Linked DNA regions of Sus scrofa: region 2 is linked to region 1. A link is a contact called in public Hi-C data. All regions are on one chromosome and are shown on one strand. Each heading gives the region's core, a stretch centred on a gene start, on an enhancer-like site or on the middle of the called end of the contact. The rest is flanking DNA. Distances are from core to core; before and after follow the strand shown.

The links. Hi-C and Micro-C count contacts between places; a contact is called where the count stands out from the background.
Region 2: a contact with region 1 is called in a Hi-C map of retroperitoneal adipose tissue, with 2.0 times the contacts expected there. The contact joins the promoter of SELENON here to the enhancer-like site in region 1. A contact is called at or near these places in 7 of 47 Hi-C or Micro-C datasets (alveolar macrophages, brain, embryonic fibroblasts and 4 more).

The regions. Positions count from the first base shown.
Region 1 is chr6:83,194,282-83,199,772 of Sscrofa11.1, reverse strand. MAN1C1 (mannosyl-oligosaccharide 1,2-alpha-mannosidase IC) reads right to left here. Exons shown (of 12, transcript XM_021095595.1): 3 at 4,596-4,711; 4 at 2,354-2,434. Among named protein-coding and RNA genes, the nearest start is that of SELENON, 50 kb to the left of the region's middle. Within about 2 kb of position 2,657, at least 7 of the 83 cell types and tissues checked have an H3K27ac peak or open chromatin away from gene starts, as enhancers often do. A contact at or near this core is called in retroperitoneal adipose tissue, where this site is marked.
Region 2 is chr6:83,243,941-83,249,431 of Sscrofa11.1, reverse strand. SELENON (selenoprotein N) reads right to left here and starts at 2,498. Exons shown (of 13, transcript XM_021095600.1): 1 at 2,329-2,498; 2 at 2,165-2,174; 3 at 1,537-1,657. The coding sequence starts at 2,498.

The DNA of each region.
Region 1 (5,491 bases), core at 1,408-3,907:
GGATGTGTACAAATGAATGTGCCATCTAAACTGTAAAGTGCTGTGCAAATGTCACCGGGTGTGGCTGTGGTTGTGCTTGTTATTCTCATGGGAGCTGGGTCTCTGTAGGGTCACCCTACCCAGTAGGTTCCCTCTGAAGCAAGAAAGGCCTCAGCCCAGAAAAGGGTGTGGGGTCTCTTTCACGGTTCGTTCCACAAACACTTGAGGGAAAGACCTCCCTCCACGGGCACCAGTGTGTGTGAATGGAGGATGAGGCAGGAGGGAGGCCTTGGTCTAAGGTGGCTGAGTCCTGGTGACAAGCAGTGATGCCAGGCCAGGCTGGACAAGGGCCAGAAGCCAGACCCACAGTGGAAAGGCCACAGAGTCATGCGACTAAGGTAGCCCTCAGAGCCGTGCTGCCTGGGCCAGTTACCTCTTCTATGAGTCTCTGCACCCTGCCCCCCCACACACATGCGGCCTCGTCTCTGTCACGTGGAGGTGCTGGGGACCAGAGGCATGCCTGGGGTTTGGGGCTGCCGTAACCCGGGGAGCCTGCCTGCTCAAGGGTTCTGAGCCACTTGGGCTGCCCTTGGCCTTCTGAACACAGGTGTGCCTACCATACCACACTGCCTGGTCTGCCCCTGCAAAGCCAGGGTGATGGTCCCTCCTAGGGAGACGAGGCCTCAAAGCAAGTTCTCAGCATCACAGCGGCCCTCTGAGGAGGAAGGAGGAGGGGCCAGCGTCAGGTATGAGGAGTCCCAGCTCCTTCCGGAATTGCTGGCCCCTCCCTGTGAGCCCTGGGCTGCATCATCCCACCCCATCCCTCCCAGGACCTGGCCTGAGGCCTGCAAGTGCCTGTGCAGAGCGCAGCACGTTTCTGCTCCATGTCACTTTCCTGTCCTGGGGTTTTTCTTTCTTTTTTTTTTTTTTTTTTTCTTTTTTTGACATTTCTTTGGGCCGCTTCTGCGGCATATGGAGGTTCCCAGGCTAGGGGTCGAATCGGAGCTGTAGCCGCCGGCCTACGCCAGAGCCACAGCAACGCGGGATCCGAGCCGCGTCTGCGACCTACACCACAGCTCACGGCAACGCCGGATCGTCAATCCACTGAGCAAGGGCAGGGATCGAACCCGCAACCTCATGGTTCCTAGTCGGATTCGTTAACCACTGCGCCACGACGGGAACTCCTGTCCTGGGGTTTTTCAAATGAAATCCAGGCCTCCGGTGGCTCCCAGGGTTCCCATGGACAATCATTTGGGGGCAAATTGGTACAAGCAGTAATCTCTGCAGAGGCGATGAGCCTTGATGGAGGGGGCACCAAGTGACTGGAGTGATCAGGCTCTCGCCTGTGGTCTCACCACCCTGGCTTCCGCCCCAGCGTGGAAGGGAAGCAGAAGGAAAGGCTTTCTCCCGCAGCAGCAGCAGCGGCCCCCGCCAGCAGGGGGCAGGATAATGACTCGTCTCCATGTGGACAGAGCAACGGTCAAACCCAGCAGTGCACACTGCCTCTGGGTAACGGGGACACAATGGATGGGTGACATGCTGGGGACTCGACCAGCCTCCCGGCCACCTCAGGCTGTGCTTTCCCTGGAGATCACAAGGGGAAGAAGCCTCCCATTTCTGTGGTTCTCAAGATTCCTTGTACTTTGGAGAACGTGGACTTGGGAGCCTTTTAGCCCCGGGGCCAAACCCTTGCCCTCTCCTCCTTTTCACAAGAGCTCTTTGACCCCAGGGGGGATTGGGACCACCCCACGGTGGGAAGGCCTGAGGCCTGGGGCAGGAGAAGGGACTTGCTCAAGGCCACAGGCAGGTGCCCTGTCGGGAGGAGACGCAGGTTTTCTGGTTGTGTCCAGGGCTCTGCCTTCTTGCCACACTGAACCATCCTCCTAGAAGCCAAGGCAAGTGGCCTGGGTCGAGAGACCAGCAGTGGCTGCCCACCTTCCCTGTCTTCCCCTTGAGACCTGGAGCTGGTGTCTAGCTGATGGCTGGCCCAGGGGCAGAGGGCAAGGGATGCCTATGAAGTGGGCCAAGGGCCAGGGGCCCCTGAGTGAAACAGTGCTCTTGGCCTCATCAATCCTGAGAACCAACACCTATGAGAACCAGTCCAGCAACAACCCAAACCCAGACGGAGCCCAGATATCGCAGGTGCCGTGCGGGGAGCCGTGAGGATGGTGGGCCGCCCCAGCTGCTGCCACTAGAGAATTTACGACTGACTGTGGGAGCAGAATGGAAACCTTACACAGAAGAGGAGGAGGAATCTGCAGGTGGCACCATGGAGGCGGGATTCGGATCCCCTGGAATTCCGGTTTCCTCACTGCCTGTTCTCCCAAGCCCTTCCCAGCCTGGATGGTCCAGGCGCCTGGAAAGGCCAACTCACCTCCTCCCCCGTCAGGTAGAAAGCTGACAGGAGTCCTCCGATGTACCGGATGTTCACTTCGAACAAGGACGCTTCTCCACTCTGCGGGGCAGAAAGATGGGGAGGGCGGTGGGGACATTTGTGAGATGGTCACAGGCCTCCCTGGGGCAGCCAGGCCCTGGAGACAGGTCACACCTGCCGCTGCCCTTGCTCCACTGACCTGGCCACACCTCCACCTGGCTCCAAGCCCTTGCCCAGCGGGCCAAGCTACCCTTGGTGGTTTTCAGAGCAAAAGATGAGAGGGATCAGCACCTGCCTGGCGGGCAGCTGCCGCACATTGACAGAGCTGCACATAAACACTGGGTCTGGCTTCCTGCCCCAGCCCTTGCCAGAGGCCATGGCAGCAAAGTTATGCCTGGCTGCTCTCCAAGGAGTTCAAGAACTCTTGTGGCTGCAGCTAAGCCTGAGGAGAGGCCAGCCCCCTCCCCTCCCCAAGGGAGCACCTTGGCTTAGCAGGAGGATGGATGGGGTGGCCCTTCTTTGGGGTGACAGGCACATGGAAGGGTCTCAGAGGAGGTTCTGAGGCAGAAAGGAGGGTGCCAGGCAGATCCTGGGAGGCGACCAGCAGTTTCTCAGCCTCTGCTCTGCAGCCCTCGGGGCACACCCACACTGCCTTAACCATTGTTGTTGTCTTCCTGAAGTCTGCACTGCAAATCAGGGGTATTGGGGCTTCAGGCCAAGGCCCAGATAAAACCCCACCTGAGTCACTCCCTTGGCTTTGTGACTTCAGGCAAGAAATTGAGCCTTCCCCTGCTGGAGTTTCTTCACTCCCTGCAGGGTGGGAATGAGATGCTGAGTGGGGCAGATGAGATCCCTGCCAGGGCAGGGAATGGCTTCACAAAGGTGCCTGTTATTACCCCGACCCCCTAGCCCTAAGCACCCCCCCAGCACCCCCCGGCCTGCTTCCCACATGGAGGTCTTTTATTATTGGTAACCACCACGGTTGTCCTTCTACCTGGGAGAGCTTTTCCATCAGCAGAGCCCTTGCAAAGCTACTCTCTCTCTCTGGCCTTCACTCCCACTTCCAGATGAGAAAGCTCAGGCTAGAGAGGTGGAGAGACCACATCTTGCTTTCTTCCAGGGACCCTAACCTGCCCCAGCCCACCTGCATGGGCCTAGGCTCCCCAGCCCGTCCCCACCTGCCCCAGGATGGGGCAGCTGCCTGGGGCCCGCTCTCTACCCACCCCCTGCATGGGGGAGAAAAGGGGGGTAGGGGGACACTCCTTCCTCTTCCTGCCTCTGCCTTCCTATTCACTGTCCTAGAAAATGGGAGGATTCTGCACTTGCGAGCGCCTCGCACAGACTTGCAGAAGTCCTAACAAGCCTCAAAATTATCACAATGATGGTGGCACCGCTTTGCATCTGTGTCAGACCTTAGCGGGTTATCAAATGCTTTTTACAGCCCTCTGTGGCGGTCAGTCCTCAAGAGCCTGTGAATGAGGCGCTCTTGTTGTACAGCCGTTTGGTTGGGAAAACTAAGGCGCAGGGGGGCTAACGGCCTTTCCCAGGCTGGAGCCCTAGAGTGTGACCCTGCCCCCACCCATCTGTCTCCATGTCTTGCTCCCCCAAACCATCTAAAGAGCCTCTCTCTGCGGTGAGCTCAGACCCCCAGGATGGATCTGTTCCTCCACTGGGAGATCAGTGGGAGTGGCATCTGGTATTTAAGGCTTTTGTGCCAGCCATGCATATGGGCATCACCTCCCCCAGGCCTTGGTCCCTGCCTAGACACCTGCAAAGCTGGAAGCCAAGTGGGTCCCAGACCTGGTCACAGGCCTCAAGCCAGACGCCCGCCCCGCCGCCCCTCTCAGCCATCTCGAGGGCAGCAGGTTAGAGCAGCTCCGAGCAGATAACCACTCTTCTCTTCCCAGAGTCCCTGTTGCTGCTGTTCTGTCAGACAGACTCAGTCCCACAAGGGGCTTCTGGGTGTGAGCAATGTGCCCAGAGCCCAGCGAGGGGAAGCAAGGCTGTCTTCCATGCCAGGGAGATCAGGCTGGTAAGTACTCATGAGCCAGCCAGGGGTGGCGGGATGTCCCCCGCCTTAAGGCTGGTTTGAGGGGAGGGGCCTCAGCATGAGGGCATGGAGCCCCACTTCCAAGAATGCTCTGCTGGGCAGCCTGGGTCTCAGAGGTGATGGCGGTGGGGGAGCTGGTAGCTGATCTCTCCAGTCCCTTCTGGCCCTAATACCCCAGGGTCTCTGACTTACCACATTCAGGTGGAAGCTTTCTTCTACCCAGGCCTTGGCCTCCTGGAACTCCTCCTTCAGCTCCATGAGGTAGAGGGTGTCGAGGGAGTCAATGACTGTGGCCCCGCTGAGGCCTCCTGCAGGCACAGAGGATGAAGCTGTGACTCAGGGTCATTCTGACCCTTTCCACTCCAACCATGTGAGCCACCATTCCCCAGGCCTCCTCTAAACACCTGGCCAGGCTCTCGGGCACCATCCAGGGGGACTCTGGGCCTTTGAAGGCATGTCTAAGACCCAGAGTCCTGCTATGGGCTGCTTCCTCCTCAGGACAGCAAAGAGTGGGTGGCAGGTCAGGGAGACCAAGTTTAATGGCTGAGCCATTTCCCAGAACTTGGTCCACTCTTATGTCTGCCAGCAAGTCAACCATCAGTGCCAGCCAGGCATCTGCCACCTTTCTCTGAGGCTGGGGGTGGCGGGGATGGGGCAGATGAACTGACTTGGGGGTCTACAGAATCATAACAAATGTTCCAGTCCTCTGACTCTTCAATTTCATTTCTTTTTTTCTTTTTCTTTTTTTTGTCTTTTTGCCATTTCTTGGGCTGCTCCCGCAGCATATGGAGGTTCCCAGGCTAGGGGTCCAATTGGAGCTGTAGCCACCGGCCTATGCCAGAGCCACAGCAACGCGGGATCCAAGCTGCGTCGGCGACCTACACCACAGCTCATGGCAACGCCGGATCCTCAACCCACTGAGCAAGGGCAGGGATCGAACCCACAACATCATGGTTCCCAGTCGGATTCGTTAACCACTGCGCCACGACGGGAACTCCTCAATTCCATTTCTTAATTTATTCTAAGGAAAAAAAGATGTTCATAAATATCGATCCAGAAAGATACTTATTGCAGCATATAATGGGTGA
Region 2 (5,491 bases), core at 1,249-3,748, 50 kb before region 1:
GAATACGCAGGGTTATTGGTCAGCCCTGTTTATCTAATTATTTTACTGTTTATCATAGATAATTACAAATAATAATGCCCAGCAGTTGATGGCTCTTTGGTTTTTTTTTAATAAAATGTTTTATTTCCTGACATAAATAACATTTACTCATAGACAATTTGCAAAACTTCTATAAATGAAACACATATAACCATACCAACTAGAGAGGACTGTCTGCCTCTATTTCCTGCATAGATGTGGTGTTTTTGGTTTTGTTTTGTTCTCCCAACAATGTGCTCCAGTGTTGCACTCACAGTGGCCTAGGAGTTAATGGAGGGAGAGGCTATTTGCCTCTGATAGAGAAACAGATTTGTGTGAAAAAATTAAAAGCACCTCCAAGCCCAACAAGCTTGGTCAACATGTCATCATGAGGCACCTTTTGCTCCCTGGCGATGAAAAAGGACAAGGAGGTGGCTGTGTGGATGCTCGAAGAAGTGTGTTCAAAATAAGTCAAAGCAAAGCCACACGGGGCTGACCAGTACACCCGTCCATGTGCTTTCATGACAGAACTGACTGCCCCTGGGGGGCACTGTCACATCCCCTCCAGCAAATTAGCATTTTTAGCTGACCTTCCTCCTCTGGCAGTGACCACAGGCCACCAGGCTAGCAAGTGGCTGACCTACCTAACCCATCCTGAGACAGAAAGCCCATGGCAGTCCTTTCGTGCTTCCTCACCTGAGAGCAGCTGGCGTCTCTTTTTCATCTTTCCCATATTGACCTACTTACACCAAGCAATTTGGGTGACAAGTAGATGCCCAAGATCGTAAGTTTAGGAAATGTCACCAAATACGGACACAGAAGTTAGGGTGATGATAGAGCGTGAGCATTCATTAGAATGCTTCGGCCCCAAACATTTACCAAAAAAAGAAAAAAAAAAAATCACTGATTACAACCAGACAAAAATGGATGACAAGATGGGATAGGACTCTGACAGTATCCAAGCAGAGTTTAACATTTAGTAGTAATAGTGGTAGCTCCTGTCTATTGAATATCTACTGCCGTCAATTTGCAGACAGTTTCTCTGATGTGCAAATGAGCTGGTGCAGGACCTGAGGACATGAGGTCCCTAAGCCTGGCTCTACACTTTTCCAGCCTGGGCTTGTCTCCCAAACTATAAACATGAGGATCAGGACAGTGTTCATCTCACGGGGCATTGCACAGATTAGAGGCTTAACTCCCAGGAGGTGCTTAAAGTGATGTCTGGTCCTGAGGAAGTGCTCAGGGAATATTAGCTACTATTATTCACACGAGGAGAACAGGCTCAGGGGTGTGTGTGTGTGTTTGTGTGTGTGTGTGTGTTGTATGTGCATGTGTCTGTTAAAGCAGCTTGCCCAAACCCCGGCTAGAAAGTGTCAGGGATGGGAGGACCCCAGGGCTGCTAGGCCCCACAGGCCTCCCCCCGACTCCAGGCAGCCCCCCTGCTTAGAGCAGACACAAGCAAGAAGCAGAGGGCAGGGCCTTGCCTCCTCCTCCCCAGTCCCCAGGCTCTCCTGGTACCTGTCAGCTTCTCGGCGATGGGCTTGAACTCCTCAGGGCTGATGTACATGTCCTGGTCAGTGTCCAGGGAGGAAAAGAGGAAGAGGCCTTCTGTCCCCAGGGCTTTCAGTGCTGAATCCTGCTTGGGAGGAGGTGGCTGGGCTGAGCAGTTGGATTCCCAACCCATATCCCAAAAGCATGCAAGGAGCAGCTCCTGCCACCATCTTCCTGAGTTCCCTCAGCCCACCTCCCAGTTCGTGTGTCCAAACACCACCTCTGTGCACCCCAGAACCCCAGTCCCCTTCCCACCCCTCCTGGTCCCTTTGCTTCACTCCCTGCCCTCATCCAGTATCCACTCTGGTGATCCCTTTCTATCTGGACCCATCCCCCATCACCCTCTGGTCCACCCATTGTCCTCGTCTGACTCCCCTGCCCACTGTCCCAGCGCTCCCTGGACCCATCCAGAGGCTCCAGTCCCTGCTTCTATGAGCTTTGTCTGCGGTCCACTGTCCCAGTCACCCACATATACTGTTCCCCTGAAGCCTGTCCCAGCCCCTGCTGCACGCTGGCCAGTCCTTCCACCTCCCCCATCAGTCCTTCCAAGTCTGCCCGCCCCCCCAACCCCGTTTTCTTAGCCCTTCCATGCAGCCCTCCCAGCCCTAAGGCCCCGTCCCCTCGGGTCGGGGCGCCCTTCCATCCCCGACCTCGCCTGGTCCCCCACCCGGCCCGGCCCCTCAGAGCCCAGCCCCTCCCAAGCCCACCCGACTCTCCCGGCCGCCGCGCCCTCCCCGCGGCCCGGACCTGCCGCGCGGCGCCTGGGCCTCGGAGTGGCGGGCGAAGGCCCGCGCGGCGGCGGCGGCCGCGGCGGCGGCGAACAGCGCTCCGAGCAGCGCCAGGATGCGGCCGCGGCGCGGCGGGGGAGCGGGCGGCTCGGCGGGGCCGGGGCTGGGCGGCCCGCGCTCGCCCGGCCGGGCCCGGCCCATGTCGGCGACTCGCGGACGCTCCGGGCGGCCGGGAACGCGGACGGGCGGCGGCGCGGGCGCGGGCGGGCCGGGGGCGGGGCCGGGGGACCCCGCGGGCCGGGGCGGGGCAGCCGGGGGCGGGGCAACCGGGGGCGCGGCGTCCATGGGCGCGCTGGTCAGTAACCGGGCACCGGGACCCATTCCTGCCATTCGGTGCCTTCTTCTGGCATTTAATCTTCCACAAAGAAACCGGGCCTCCGCGTCCCATCCGGCCTGGAAGTGCCAGGCCGAGGCCTGGGAGAAGGAAGGGGCTGGGCTGGGCGGGGTGGGGAGGACCGCACATCTGAAGCTTTGTCAGCTCTCTGTCCAGCTCTGTAGGCAGATGTGAGGGACCCAGCGGAGGGCACTTAGGTCCTCCAGCAGCTTCCAGGAATCTAGCTTCCACCCTTATTCCACCTGCCTTCTAAAATGTCCTCAGTCATCCCAAACCAGAAAAACCACCAGGTCCAACCCTCGCTATCCTTTTCATGGTCCACCTGGAAGGGCACTCCTGTAAATTCATCAGGATGGGAGCTACCTGTAGCCCTGAACCCTCACCTGTGGGACTAAAATTTCCTCACCTATAAGGAGGATTCAGGCTCTTCCGTGGGTTGTGGTGAAGAGGAAATACCCGGGTTGGCTGGGGTGGCAGTCCCTGGGCACCAAGCAAGGCTGGCTGTGAGTTGCCACCGCAGTGGTTTTTCTGGAGGACAACACGTGGAGGACTACCTTGAGGATAGAGGCAAGTGAAGTTTAATGACGTAATTTCTTTTTCAATTTTTAGGGCTACTCCCATGGCATATGGAGGTTCCCAGGCCACGGGTCGAATGGGAGCTACAGCTATCAGGCCTACACCACTGCCGCAGCAACGCGGGATCTGAGCTGTGTTTGCGACTTACGCCATAGGCTCATGGCAACGCCGGGTCCTTAACCCACTGAGCGAGGCCAGGGATCGAACCGACGTCCTCATGGATACTCGTCGGGCCGCGATGGGAACGCCCAGGAAGCACTTTCAAATCTGTTAAGTTCCTTGGTTCCCCTGGGCCTCTTCCGTTGTTATATCAAAGCCCCACGGAGCTCAGAGATGGCTCTGCCTGCACTTTGCCACCAGAGGGCAGCAGAGGCCAAAGCTTCTAGACAAGTACCCGGAGCCCAGGAGACCGGGAGAGCCCGGCTGGCACTTTGCCACCAGAGGGCAGCAGAGGCCAAAGCTTCTAGACAAGTACCCGGAGCCCAGGAGACCGGGAGAGCCCGGGTGCTGTCCTTGGAGATCACTGCCTGCCCCAGGGCCTGTGCACCCAATAAGTGCGGGATGTTGGAGGAGGGATTTCACAGGTGCTGAGCACCCACTTGGTGCTGAACTTAGTGTTGGAAGATTCACACTATCTTAGTTTGTTCTCAAGCCATGCAGTGGGGTGAGGATTGTTTGCCTCGTTTTTAACTTAAGGAGCCTGAGGAGTTCTTGTTGTGGCGCAGCAGAAACGCATTGACTAGGAACCATGAGGTCGTGGGTTCCATCCCTGGCCTCGCTCAGCGGGTTAAGGATCTGGCATTGCTGTGGCTATGGCGTAGGCTGGCAGCTGTAGCTCCGTTTCGACCCCCTAGCCTGGGAACCTCCATATGCCGTGGGTGCAGCCCTAAAAAAAAGCAAATAAATAAATAAATAAATAAAATTAAGGAGCCTGAGCCCCGGCACCCAAGTCTGAGTCCAAATCTCTTGCCGTGCTGCCTCCCAGGGGATGGTCTAGCTGACTGAGTGGGGGCAGGGGCTGGCTTCTGTCACCACTTCTGTCCTTTGTGGGTAACCAGCTGTGACAGTGCCAGCTGTCAGGGCCCCACCTTCCCAATGCCCCTCCATGCACGACCTAGCATGTGGTGGGCACTCCCATGTCTTTTGGGTGAATGACTCCCAGGGGATCCTGGACCCAGCCCCTCACCCAGCACTCTGGCCCCACAACCTCCAAGGGACCCACTGAAGCCCTGACATCTGGTGTTGGTTTCCGAAGCCCTCCAACTGTGCCACGTCCAACTCATTACTGCTAATGTTTGGGGATACCCTGCATACGACAGATGCTATCAGAAAACCAAGTTCCCTTTTATCAGGAAGCAAAGCTAACAGAGCACAAAGCAGGTTAAGGGGGAAAGATGGATGAGCCAAGTTCCCTGGAAAATAAATGAGGGAAGTTTTCTTTGCCAGACTACTTTTATTTATTACCCTTGCTGGTGTCCATGGCCCAGGGCTGGAGAGACGTGGCTGGACTGGGAGGGGCATGTCTCTCAAAACTCAGGAGGATTGACGGGGTGGGGTGGGGGAGGAGGGACTTATGCAATTTGACTCAGATCAGTGAGCCTCTGGGGAAAGGATCAATCTTGGGATCCAGCTCTGGGGAGACATCAGCTCTGGGCCTTGGCCATGGAGCAGGGCTGGGTGTCCCGCTGATGGGCACATTTTCCAGGAGAACTTGCCTCCAAACCAAGGCCTGGGACAGAGGAGCTCAGGGCCTGGAGAGACTGGGCCATCGGGCAGTGGTGGCTGGGGGAAGCCCTGCAGGAGCTCTTTGGCCCCTGACTGGGTGAGAGTGATATGTGGCACTAGCAGCAATTGGAAACTGTGCCAAGATAAATGGCACGTTGGCCATGTCCTCGAGGAGCTCATGGGTTAGCAGGGAATTCGCTCATTCACTCACTCAACAGAGAGTCACAAGGGTTTTCTGTGCCCTGTCCTGGGCCCTGGGAGCCTTCAGAGAAGGAAGTAGAGTCTCTGGTCTCCTAGATAAATCCGCCAATACTCTGACTCCCCGGACGTGAGCGCTTGGTGAGAGGGATGTACGCAGAGGAGGGTCCCCCTGACTGTCGGGAGGGGTCAGGGGAGGCTTCACAGAACCCCAAGTCCAGCCGGGTTAAGGAGTTCAGGGGGTCACCTTCCGGAATCGTGGGAAGAGAATCCCAAGGGCAGGAAGATCAGGAGCAAAGGC